Regions from separate parts of the Sus scrofa genome. Here regions 2 and 3 are each linked to region 1. A link is a contact called in public targeted proximity ligation data. All regions are on one chromosome and are shown on one strand. The core of a region is the stretch at or near the end of the contact, and the rest is flanking DNA. Distances in the headings are between cores, read along the strand shown.

Region 1 (4,219 bases), core at 743-3,242:
GCTTCTACCCTGCCCAGGTCCGCACCCGAGCGCTCGGAGCCCCGCTCCCATGAAGCCTGCGCAATAGCGCCAGAGCCTCTTTAAAGCAGTAGCGGGGGCCGTGATCACGTGAGGTGGATTCCTGGAAAGTTCCTGGAAAGCGGCCTCCGCAGCCGCCGGGCGGGGCGCGCGGGGAGCGCGGACCCGGGAGGGAGGGGGGGAGGCGAGGGAGGCGCGTCGGTCTGGGAAGTAGCGCGCACACACTGCTCTGGGGACAGACGTTTAACTCTTGTCTAGTCTCGCCGCCGCCACGGCGGCTCGCGGGCCTTGGGCTTCGCTGGAAGCATGAGCCTTCTTGCCCGCCGCCACTGGCGCTGCGCGAGCCGCGGACAGTGCGTGCCGGGGCCCCGGGCGCACAGCCTAGGATCCCTCTCTCCGGCAGCTGGGGCGCCGAAGGAGCTTGGGCCGGGGCAGGCAGCAGGTATCGGTCTGGGGCGCACGAAGGCTCCGCCCCTAGGAGGGTTGGGGAGGGCATCGGGGCGCGGCTGCAAGCGCCCGGCAGCCTTGGCTTCCGCAGTTGGGAGCAGCTAGGGGGAGAGTCCTAGCTGCGGCTTTGCCCGGAGGCTGGGAGCTACTGCCTGCTTTCTCCGGTTCTTTCCTGGCGTCTGGAAGTCTCCAGAGGTTCCCCCCCCAACCTCCCGTAAACTGCCATCCAAATTAATAATCCTAATAACCTGATCTCCTGCTCCTCCCCACCCTCTCGCTCCCTCCCCGACTCCTTCCTCCCTCCCTCCTTTCCATCTCCTGGGTTGCGCCGGGGGGAAACCCAGCAGCTGCCCCGGGTCGGGGGTGTCCGAGCCTGGAGGGGGTGTTGGACCCTGGAGGGTCGAGGCGATGGTCCCCAGGGCTTATGTTTGCCCTCTGCGCCGAGAACTCCGGCCGCCCCCGCCGCCGAGCGCATGGCTCGTTACATCCCTAGGCATCTCGTTCCCAAATTAAAAGTCTACAGGGGAAACTCGGGCAGATACCCCTCCTCCCGGGCCCCTCCCGGCTCCCCCGCCCCAGGCCGGCTGGGGAGGCAGCCTGGTGCGGAGGCGGCGGCGGCGGCTGCCGAGGCGGAGGTAAGGGCTTGGCGTTTGTTGTCTAGCACGTCCTTCAGCGCTGGCTGCCGCCTGCTCTGCCGCGGCTCAGGTCGCGGCTCTGAGCCCCCGAGAGGGCTGCGCGCTCGGGCGGATTCCTCGACAGCGCCCGCGGCGGCAACGCAGCAGCAGCCGCATGGCCTTTGGAGCTGCAGCCACGGCGCCCCCCACCCCGACCCTAAGTGGGCGCCGGGAAGCTGGGGGAGGGGAGCGAGGCAGCCTCGGCCGCCGAGTCGCGGCGGCTCCCGCACCTCCGTGTCCCGGGCTGCCGGCTCTGCTCCAGGAGCCCCGCGGCGTCGTAGGGCGGGGAACTAGATTTGTGCTCGGCGCTTCCCCTTGGGGCTCCCCGCGGTGCAGAGTGTGAGATGGGAGCGCCAATTTGGGAACCTCTCCGGTTCTTTTAAATGTTTTCTACTTGTCCTTGACTAGGGCCTTGGCCTATTTACCACCGTAGCCGCAGGTGATTCTTTGCTCTTATAAATCTGCTAGTCTGCGAATTCAGCGAGCAGCCCTAGGCGGGAAAACACCCGGTCCCCACCCTCATCCTGTCCTCCCCCCCACCCCCCCAACTCTTGCGTCTCGAATCTTTGCTCTCTCTTTATCCTTTTTCTAGAACGGGCCAGGACAGTAACTGGTTGGGGTTAAATGGTGCAGGAGCACAGGCGCGGAGGAGTCCCCGGGATTTTCCACGTCCCTCCACCTACGCCCCAGCCGCAGGGGTCCGGTTCCGACTGACCCAACCCTCCACTTTCTCTTTGCAGGCAAACTGTGGGTGACCGCGCCTGCTGGGGACTTCACCATCCGTGCACTGGGACCCGGGGAAGAAGAACCAGAAGCTCCCCATCCCCTCCACCATTGCGGGGACTCCTCAGGGATTCGTTTTGGGGTTCTCACTGACTTCTAAGGACGCGTTGCCCCTCTCCGACCCCAGCTCAGGCGGCCACCTGTCTTTGCCACGGTGACCCTTCTCTCATGACCCTGCGGTGCCTCGAGCCCTCCGGGAATGGCGCGGAAGGGACGCAGAGCCAGTGGGGGACCTCGGGGTCGGCGGAGGAGCCGTCCCCAGAGGCGGCGCGACTGGCGAAAGCCCTGCGGGAGCTTAGTCACACAGGTAGGGATCGGATCGGCCGCGACGCGTGCGGGAAGGGGGTGCCTCCGCAAAGACACAGCGGATGGGGCTGTGCTGGCGAGGCTGGGAAGTGGGGCCGACTGGAGAAGCAGTAGATTGCCGTCCCCGCCCCTGGGCAGGGGCTCACGGGGAGGATGCCCACACGGCACTGAGTCCTTAGGAATGCGAAAAAAAAAGCGTGTTTCTCCAGGGACTCGAGAGGGCAAAGCGCGAGAAGGGCTCTTTGGAAATCGCCTCTTAGGGGCTAGAACCTCGGCTGTTTTTCCGCGGCTCTTTGGGGGGTCGGCACTAGGGCTCGGACCCTAGCCGGAGAAAGTGCCCGGCGCCTTTCCTGTGCACCGGGTGCGCGGGCGGCGAGTGGGCGCTGCGCTGCCCGAAGCTTCAGCTGCATCCGGCTCCCGGGCCCGGCAGCCGCTGCAGCCTGGAATCTTGGCCGCCAAGTTCAGGGACCGACAGATTGCCGCGCAGGCGGCTGCGGCAGAGCCGGAAAGGAGGAGGGTTGCGAAGCCTTCGACCAGAGTGGGCTTGCTTGTTTTAAGTGTAGTGGCTTTGAGCGGCTCCCTGTTGTCTCTCGGCATCTGAAAGAAGAAAAGATTGGAAAAAAAAAAAATCTGGCAAGCTAGCTCACTTTAAAATCTGGATCCTCAAAGCTTACGTTTGGGGCACAGTTGCAGTTTTGCTCTCGGGAGGAGAGGGAAAGTTTCCTTCACTTGAGGTTCCGGTCTTTCCGCGCAGGCCACGGGCTTTCCCTTCGCGGGAGGAACCAGCAAATTGCAGGTTTCCGAGCCTTTTTTTTTTTTTTTTTTTTTTGGGCGGCGGGGGTGGGGGGTGGAGGGGACGCGTGTTGGTCAGACTTTTAAAGTGCAGGCTGTCGCTAAGTCCATTTTAAGAACCTGATGGGCCCCGGGAGCTGAGCAGGCAGATCGAATCGAGAATGTTGGGGAGACCGACGGTTGTGATTGGGTTTGGATTAGGGCAAAGTCCAGGAGAGTTTATGCAAGACTGGAAACTTGAAGAAGTAATTATCAATTGTGCTTTCTCTCAATTTCTCAATGGCCGATAAGGTAGTTGTGGTCAAAGCAGCAAACAGAAGCTATGATACTTGAACTGCCCTTTGAAAACAAGTAAATAGAAGCACTTCCCAGACCTTTGGAAAGGGAGATGGACGCAGCCATTAACAGGTTTGGGGAGGGTGAGGATGGCCACGGACATCCAAAAAGTTGGTTTTTATTCTGTCAGAATTACTGGAGCTGGAAGGGCATGGCTTTAATTTCTAACATCTGACATTTAATTTACTTTAAATCTTGACTTGATTTCACTTGGTGGAGAAGCATCATGCCTGGTCAGCCAGTGTGTCATTTTGCAAACACTCTTTGTTGTTGTCGTTGTTGTTAGGAGGAAATCTTAGAGTTCGAAGAACAGTTACAGAAAGGTACTTTTTGAAAAAGAAAAGTGTCTCGCAGTTGGTTCCGCAAGCAAAATGGACCTACGTTTGCATTCAGTTTCTACAGAAAGTATTGATGGTAGCCTCTGGTAACCTTTCACTCACGCATTTCTTTCCAGAAGAATTGTTTCCAAGTACTTGCCCTCTTTTAGAAATTCTCTATATTAACTGTTTTACCTTCTTTTCTTTTTCTTTTCGAACAAAACCCCCAGGTTGGTACTGGGGAAGTATGACTGTTAATGAAGCCAAAGAGAAATTAAAAGAGGCACCCGAAGGAACTTTCTTGATTAGAGATAGTTCGCACTCAGACTACCTACTAACAATATCTGTTAAAACATCAGCTGGACCAACTAATCTGCGCATCGAATACCAAGACGGGAAATTCAGATTGGACTCTATCATATGTGTCAAGTCCAAGCTTAAGCAATTTGACAGTGTGGTTCATCTGATCGACTACTATGTTCAGATGTGCAAGGATAAGCGGACGGGCCCAGAAGCCCCCCGGAACGGCACCGTTCACCTCTATCT
Region 2 (4,219 bases), core at 1,255-3,754, 200 kb after region 1:
ATTCTCAGAATTAATTAACATGCAAATACTTGTCTGGAGACGTGGAACACTACTTTTTCAATTAGCATTTAAATGTCACTCTTAATGATGTCAGATTGACTCTTTTAAGGGCAAATTAAAATGGTATAGTCATCATCTGATTATTTCCTAGAGCATGTTATGGGTATTCTGATTATTTGGTCTTAGTGGGAGCTTTAATCTACTACTCTTCACAAGCTAACTGAGTCAGGTCCAAAGCCATACAGTAGTACCTTCTTATCCGTAGTGTTACTTTCTATAGTTTCATTTACCTGCAGTTAACTGTGGTCCAAAAATTGTAAATAGAAAGTTCCAGAAATAAACAATTCGTAAGTTATGAATCTCATGCATTCCTGCTGTGTCCCCCCCGGACATAGCCACTGACCCAGTAGCACAGTGCTTGTGTCCAGGTGGCCCTTATTTTCCTTAATAATGGATCCCAAGCTCAAGAATGACGATGCTGGCAGTTCCGATATGCCCAAGAAATGCCATAAAGAGCTTTCTTTAAGTGAAAAGGTGAACGTTCTTGACTTAATAAGGAAAGAAAAAAAATTTCTATGCTGAAGTTGCTAAGAGCTACAGCAAGAACGAAACTTCTACCTGTGAAATTATGAAGAAGGAAAAAGAAATTTATGCTACTTTTGCTGTTGCACCTCAAACCGCAAACGTTATGGCCACAGTGTGTGCTCAGTGTCGAGTGATAAGATGGAGAAGGCATTAAATTTGTGAGTGGAAGTCATGAACAGAAAATGCGTTCAATTGACGGCAGTGCGTTAGGCCAGAAAGCAGTGAGTCTATCTGAAGACTTCAGCAAGGGGGCCCCTGAAACGAGTGACACCAAGTCATTTATTGCACGTAGGGGATGGTTACACAGATTCAGGAATCGGTTTAGACTGAAAAATATAAAGATTCCTAGAGAACCGTGTCTGTCCATGACGAGGGCGCTGCCACATTTCCAGCAGAGTTTAGGACGTTAAGGAGAGAGACCATGTTCATCTAAGTTTTATTACACAGTAACTCGTTATAATCATTCTAGTATTAGTTACTGTTGTTAATCTCTTACTGTGCCTGATTTATATATTAAACTTCGTCGTAGGTGTGGGTATGTATGTGTTGGGAAAAACATAGTATATGCATATTCTGTACGATTCATGGTTTCAGGTGGCCACTGGGGGGTCTTGGAACACCTGCTCTGCAGATAAGGGGGGACCACTGCACTCAATTACTTCAGAGCCAGCTTCTGGCCTCCCTTTCTTTGCCTATGGTTTCTAGAAAGGTCTACTTTCCACACAGGTGTATCATTTTTTATTTAAGTGGACTCATTAAATATATGCATTTTCTGTAACCTGCTTTACTATGTGGGATAGCTTTTCCTGTTACTACATAGTTCTCCCTTATTTTTTAAATCAGAATAGTTGTCCCTGTGTTGCTTCTTCAGGATTCTTATTGGACAATCTTTAAGTTTTTTTCCTTAATCCCTTGCTGTTTATTACACACTCTGCTGCACAGAATATCCTCGTAGCCATCTGCAGATTTGAAGAGGTGTTATTGGCAGGGTACCTGCAATGGAGTTTCTAGGTTGAAGACCAGGTGTTAAAAGTGTGGTAGACATTGATGAACTGTCCTCCAGGAATGCTGTGCTTATTTGCATTGTATCCACAGTGTATGCAAATTCCTTTTTCTGAGTATTTTTCTTTTTAAAGAGCATCCTGGACTTAGGGCCAGAGAAGAAGAGGCATGGAGGAGAGAGCCTGCTAAAAATAAGTGGTGGCCAAGAGAAATGAAAACATGTGTTCACACAAACCCTTGGACATAGCAGCGCTATTCATAACAGCCCCAAATGGAAACAGCCCAAATGATCATTGACTGCTGCCTGAATTAACAAAATGTGGTATATGTGTGCAAGGGAATATTATTCAGCAGTACAAGGAATGAGGTACCAATACACGCTATAATGTGGATCCGCCTTGAAAGCATCAGGCTAAACGAAAGAAGCCTGTCACAAACGGTGCGCACAGTTTTGTGAAGTGTCCAGACTAAGCACATCCACAGAGACAGAGAGTACAGTCGTGCTTGCTCACGTCTGGGAGGGTGAGTGGGTGGGGGAGGGGCAAGTGGCAGCTGCTAGGCACAGGGTGATGAAGACGTTCTAAAACTAGATGGTGGTGATGGTTACACCCGTCCGTGAGTGTGCTGAAAACCATTGACTGGCACGTACGCGTCAGTGGGTGAATTTCATGGTGTGAGAATTATGCATCAGGAAAGCTGCTGAAAGAAATGAGTGGCGGCAGAATGCATGGAATGGGATGGGAAGGGTGAGGCTGTGGCCATTACGGGGGGCCTGTGGGGCAGACAGGAAGACGCTGTTACAGCAGTGGGGCAGGGAATTTGGATGGGGAAAGCCTTCCTGTGGGTGACGCTGAGCTGAGTGTTCCGTGGCTGATGAGAGCCAGCTGCAGAGGTGGTTGGTAGTTCCTCACCCCTTAGCAGATGGAGACAGAGGCGGTTTCTGCAAGCCCCAGGCAGGGTGGGCATGGGGGTGAGGACACTGAAGTACTGACTCCTTGTCCTCATTCCGGGCTTGGAATACGCAGAAATACTGTCCTCCTGGAAGGCAGTGATGGTTTCCTTTGCTGACGGAGCAATCCCTGCTGTGCTCCAGCATTTGGAAAAGGAAGGTCAGAGAGGAAGCTGAGCTCAGCTGCTGAGTCAAGGAGAAAGGGAGGAAGACCTAAGGTCACAAAGGACAATGAGCACGAGCAAGTCGTTGGTGATCAAGTCAGCAGTTAAGCTTGTTCTGCGCCGTGGAAGGGACTGTGCTTTTGGAATGTGTGTGCTAAGATATCATGCTAAGAATGTTGAAAAGGAAGTTATGATTTTAAGTGGCCTCTGAGCTGTGCTGATTGATAAAATTTCCCTCTAGGAAAAGGGGATTAATTTTGCAATGAACATGGAAACGTAAAGGAAAATTAGCACACCTTTCTGTGGAAGCCCAGGTTTCCTTGTGAGTGTAGCGTTTCGAGCCTGCTCTCTGTGTGTCCTCGTTCTCCGTTATCGGGGTTCTCTGGCACAGATGAGCTCAAAATCCGAAACCTTCTTAGTTTCTTTTAGGTCCAAGGTTTTTGGCTTCAAAATGAATGGAGGTAGGTCTCCAGGCTTCTGTTTTGAAGGTGAATCATTTTTAGGCGGCTACGACGGCTTACCAACCCGGAAGGCCTAGGACCGCACATGTGTGGATCGTATTGACCTAATGGCAAAATCTTTTTATATCAGGCACAGGTCTTTTTCTTTGTCACTGTATTTGATTCACTACCCTGCCTATGCCTTATTCTCCAAGAAAGTCATAGAAATTTACATGGTAGATGTTAAACTGTTAGTCTCCATGTGCTTGGTCAGGATGCAAACAGGCATCTCATCCTTTTTTTTTGGCTTTTTTTTTGCTATTTCTTTGGGCCGCTCCCTCGGCATATGGAGGTTCCCAGGCTAGGGGTTGAATCGGAGCTGGAGCCACCAGCCTACGCCAGAGCCACAGCAACGCAGGATCCAAGCCGCGTCTGCGACCTACACCACAGCTCACGGCAACGCCGGATCCTTAACCCACTGAGCAAGGGCGGGGACCGAACCCGCAACCTCATGGTTCCTAGTCGGATTCGTTAACCACTGCGCCACGACGGGAACTCCATTTTTAAACCTTTCTAAGAAATAACTTTCCCTCTGACTTTTATTTGACTTGCTAAAGCACCCTGAGCTTTGAGAGAAAACTCAGTCAGTGATTCAGAGCGTGAGGGAGAGGAAGGGAGCGATGCTGGCACATGCGCACCACTTGAATAACAACTGGTGGATATTTTTATATTTATTGCTATTCTTAGTGTAAGGCCTGTCATTACCTAGGGAGTATCTGAGCTCAGTTACACTTATCAGACTTAGAGGTTTTAGTTTGAAGATGTCAATATGTGGGCCTTTGGGAAAACGTTGTGTGCTTAGCTGGTGGTTGAAATGCAGACCTTCCCCATTGGAATTGCTGCTCATTCAATAAATGTAGGCTAAACTTTTAACAGATTAAACTGCACAACAGTTAAAATTGCTCTTTATTTCTGGCTATCAACCAACCCCTAACTACTACCCATAGCCACTCAGGGCTTTTGTTTGGTTTTAGCATGTTTTGCTTTTTGATTCATTTCTCTTAAATGTTATTTTCAAG
Region 3 (4,219 bases), core at 1,085-3,584, 160 kb after region 1:
TGCTGAAGCAGACCAGGCACTTACTAGATATTGAACCTGGAGGAGCTGAAGTTAGTGAAGCAGGATAACTCGAATAACTTTTTATCGGCATCTAAATATTTCTCCTTTTCTTTACCATTTCAGTTAAGTGTGAAGAAATCCCAGGAATGACATAGTCGTTAGCTATGTGAAAGGAATTCCGAGGATTAATTTTAAGTTATTCACACTTTTCTATGGCATGAATACTGCTTTTTATTTTCCAAAAAATAATTTGGAGGGGATTTAAAATTTGTTAATCTTTCCTAATGCTGTAGTTTGCCACAAGTTTTATTTTTAATAATGAAAAATTTTTAAGGAAGCTGAGTCAATTCAATTTTGTTCGTAGTCATTTTTGTTATTGTGACTAAAAGTATGTGGAATATATTTCTGTGAAAACCATATTCTTGACATCATTACCTGCCTAGAAAATATAGAAGTCATATTTCATCATTCATAATCATTTTGAAATACCCTGGTCATTTTTTTTAAGGCCAGCATTGACTAATAGTATTGTGCACCTCGTTATTTATTCATAGTAGTTAGAAGTGATTCTATTTGTGATAAAAAAGTATGTGCATTTGATAATTTTGTCATATAAAACACTTAATACCTGTGCAAAGCTGTTTGACTTTCGGTTTTAAAACAGCTCCCTAGTTTGGTGAGTCCTGAAAAGATTCCGGCTTTCTCCGTGGCCTACCAGCCAAATAATTTTTGTAGCATTTTCCTTTGCTTTCTTATAAACATTTAAGAATTTTACTTGCTTTTCGGTAAGCTCAACCGTTAGCCTCGAGAGCACCGAAGTTGCTCTGAACTTGCCCTCTAGTTTTTCATGTATCAGGGAGGAATGATAGATTTTGTGTATCCCCAGTGAGTTGTTGAAACAGAAATACTCAGGGCTGCTCTTCTCTTGGAGTTGTTCTACTTACTTGCCCTATTACAGATGAAATGATTCTGTGTGACTGAGTTGCTTTAAAATGAATTTTGCTGCTTTCATGCTTAGGCAAAGATATTTAATTTTATTTTTGTTCAGGATATCATGTAATATACTTCCTCCCCATCTTATGTTCCCAAATTTGGGATAAGCATAGAATCCTTTTAGGACTGCAGGTTGCTGTCTAGTTTACTAGAAAGCACGATGCGTGTAGAATAGTGGTTAATGATGTATGGAGTCTCACCTTAAAGGTTAGCAGGAGAAAAAGTTAAAGTATCAAGGCAGTCCTGCTGTATAGCACTGGAAACTACATCTAGTCACTTACGATGGAGCGTGATAATGTGAGAAAAAAGAATGTACACATGTATGTGTAACTGGGTCCCCTTGCTGTACAGTAGAAAATTGACAGAACGCTGTAAACCAGCTCTGATGGAAAAAATAAAAATCATTATGAAAAAAAATATATATCAAGGAAGGTGCTACTACAGTAAAAACCTTACTTCCTTTGTAAAATCTTGATATCTCACAGGAAGCCTTGGATCTTTTTCTCAGCCACCAAGACTTTAAATATGAAAGTAAAGATGCCATGTAAGTGTAATACATTATGTTCTTCAGACCAACTCTTCTCAAAGTGTGTGGCTATTAATCCTGGCTCGAATATAAATTATATGAGATTAATTTGCAGAGAGGGTCGAATATAAATTATATAAGATTAATTTGCATGGGGTTTTAGAATGACGAGGCGAATACAATATTCCTCATGTCTTTCTCCTTCTGGTTTTGACTCTTTGGAAATGCTGTTAGTTTTATTTTTTGTGTATTCTCATAGCTGGGATCAAAGCAAACAGGCTTAACAGATAAAACAGATCATTTTCTCCCTTATGAAATAAGGGGGCCGGACCGTGCTCCTTCTAGTCAGTTTCCGGAGACTTGAATCTCCACTTCTGAACTCTTAGCACTCCTTGCAAAGCTCTACCTTTCTACTCCACACGCCCTGCTTTTTGTTATCTGATTTGCGAGTCAATGTTATGGAAAGTCTCTATTGTCATGCAGACAGCCTCAGCGTCAGGTCCTAGCCGAGGTCCACCACCCAAACACACTATTCAAACCGCCTCGGAAAGAAAAATCTTTTTGAAAGATGGCAAACTTGGCTTTCGTGTTCCCCTAAAACGAAGTTCTCGGGCAGCATCTGGCTGCGCAGAGTAATCCAATCTATTTTAATGCAAAGATTTTCCAAGAAGGCAGGAAGCAGTCAAGGGGAAGGCTTTCAGGCATCTGCTGTTTCGTTTCCAGATCTCTTGTGTTAATTTAATGTTTCTAGGGAACCAGGCTCTTTCTTTTTTCTCAGAATCCCTCCTCTAGGAACTGGTGAGGGCGGTGGCGCTGCGCGAACAGCAGATAAGCTGCGAGCTTGGCTGGGGCGCTCGGCGGTCCTGTGCAGCCTGGTCACCCCGCCACCCCGACGGCGCCCCGAGGGCGATCCGGGGGTGACTGGGCAGTTTTCCTCGGTTTCCTCCATCTGACGCAAAGGCGGCACCCGTAGTGACGGAGGGACCCTTGAAAGCCGTGTTTATTTCCATGTGTCCAATTTGGCCCCAGTGAAAGGTAAATATGAAGCGACCGCTCTTCCTCACTCCACCAAAACCAGGGACACGCACCCCATCTCAAGGCAACAGACCAAACCAAACCAAACATGAACCTGAGTGACATGTGAATCTTGCATAAACACTGGCGTTTGTGTTCGGAAAAGAGCATACCGGGAACATTGGCATTCCTTGCAATAGGCTGCTGCCCATCTTCGGTAAATTAGCAATCACAGGGTGCCGGGAAATGTCCTGCCCTTGTGAGATGAGCGGGTGCCGCAGATTTTGTTCTGAAGGAGCAAACGGTAATAGTGGAGTCAGGTGCGTGTGCGACGCCAGAACGTTAATGCGTTGTGTTCCAGGGCCCTTATCTCGGGACAGATGGGCCGGGACTCTCTCTCCCACTTCAGAACCAGAGGGATGCAACTCAGCTTCCCTTTGGGAGAGGAATTCTGCACCATCCAAACCAAAAGGCTGCCGTTTAAAATAGTTTCGTTTTTGTATATTCGTATTGTTATTCCTGTGTAGAAGCCTAGAATGCTAATAATTTCCGTCGCTGTGAGACCTGCCCTGTGTACCTCATGGTAAATTTAATGGGTTCACCGTAGAACAATAGTGGCTTAGCTAGTGCTCTGATGATGCCGATATTCTTACAGCAGCCAACATAACTCTGTTACTACGTTCATGGAATCACAGAATTGGAGTTGGAATAGAGTGTGGAGGTCATTCAGGCCAATTTTGAAAATGGAATTGTAAGAATTCTTTTATAACATTTTTGACTGCTTTTCGAGGTAGTCCATTACATTGCTGGAGAACTCTATTAAAATGTTACTCCTTTTATTAAATTCAGTTCTCTCCTTGGTTCTCATTCTCCCTGAATAATGAAAGCCTAAAATGATTATTTTTTCATATGTTTTAGTGAGTGTGATACATACTTGAAGACCATGATAAGAGATTAGATTCTTAGTAATGATAACCACATTTTGGGCTCCAGTTCTTGCTTTATGCCTTGCAAATCATGTTTTGAACTGCTTAGGAGCAATGGCAGAATTTCCCATATTAAGTGGTCTTTGAGATGAAGCAATAAAAGGGTATATTGGCAACATAGTTTTCATTTTAAAAAATCCCTCTGATGATTTCATATTTATATCCTAATTTTCTGTTATGGTAGTTTTTTGTTTAGTTTTGGTTTTCTATGTAAGGTTCTATGCTTTAGCTGAAATCAGTAAAGTCAGTTTGACTCGGAAATGCTCATTTTTTGGATCTTTTTTTGCTTTACCTCTGTATTAGGTTTCTATGGCTGCTATAACAAATTACCACGGAGTTAGTAGCTTACAACAACATCCGTTCATTATCTCCCCGTTCTATGGGTCAGAACTTTGGGCACAGTGTGGCTCTTCTGGGTTCTCTGCTCAGGTCCTCCCAAGGCCCTGTGTCAAGACATCAGCAGGCCTGGACTCTTGGCTGTAGGTCTTGGGGGAGGGGGATTCAGTTCCAGTGTGCTTGTAGGACTGAGGTTCTGTTTCCTTGCTTGCGAGCTCTTAGCCAGGGGTCTTCCTCAGCTCCGAGTTCCTTAACTCAAGCCCCCCACCCCCTTCCATCTTCAAAGCCAGCCATGGTATATGGAATCCCTGGGCTTTGAATATCCCTACATTTCCAGTCTGTTTTCTTCTTACGCTTTGACAGG

The links.
Region 2: a contact with region 1 is called in a targeted proximity ligation map of skeletal muscle. A contact is called at or near these places in 5 of 47 Hi-C or Micro-C datasets (embryonic fibroblasts, fibroblasts, heart right ventricle and 2 more) and 2 of 2 datasets of targeted methods (alveolar macrophages and skeletal muscle).
Region 3: a targeted proximity ligation map of skeletal muscle shows a contact between it and region 1, with 7 times the contacts expected there. A contact is called at or near these places in 7 of 47 Hi-C or Micro-C datasets (brain, embryonic fibroblasts, epiblast stem cells and 3 more) and 2 of 2 datasets of targeted methods (alveolar macrophages and skeletal muscle).

The regions. Positions count from the first base shown.
Region 1 is chr5:89,582,242-89,586,460 of Sscrofa11.1, reverse strand. SOCS2 (suppressor of cytokine signaling 2) reads left to right here and starts at 1,992. Exons shown (of 2, transcript NM_001097461.1): 1 at 1,992-2,229; 2 at 3,904-4,219. The coding sequence starts at 2,091.
Region 2 is chr5:89,384,361-89,388,579 of Sscrofa11.1, reverse strand. The region is part of intron 2 of CRADD (death domain-containing protein CRADD); the gene reads left to right. Among named protein-coding and RNA genes, the nearest start is that of CRADD, 94 kb to the left of the region's middle.
Region 3 is chr5:89,425,781-89,429,999 of Sscrofa11.1, reverse strand. All of the region lies in intron 2 of CRADD (death domain-containing protein CRADD), which reads left to right. Among named protein-coding and RNA genes, the nearest start is that of CRADD, 53 kb to the left of the region's middle.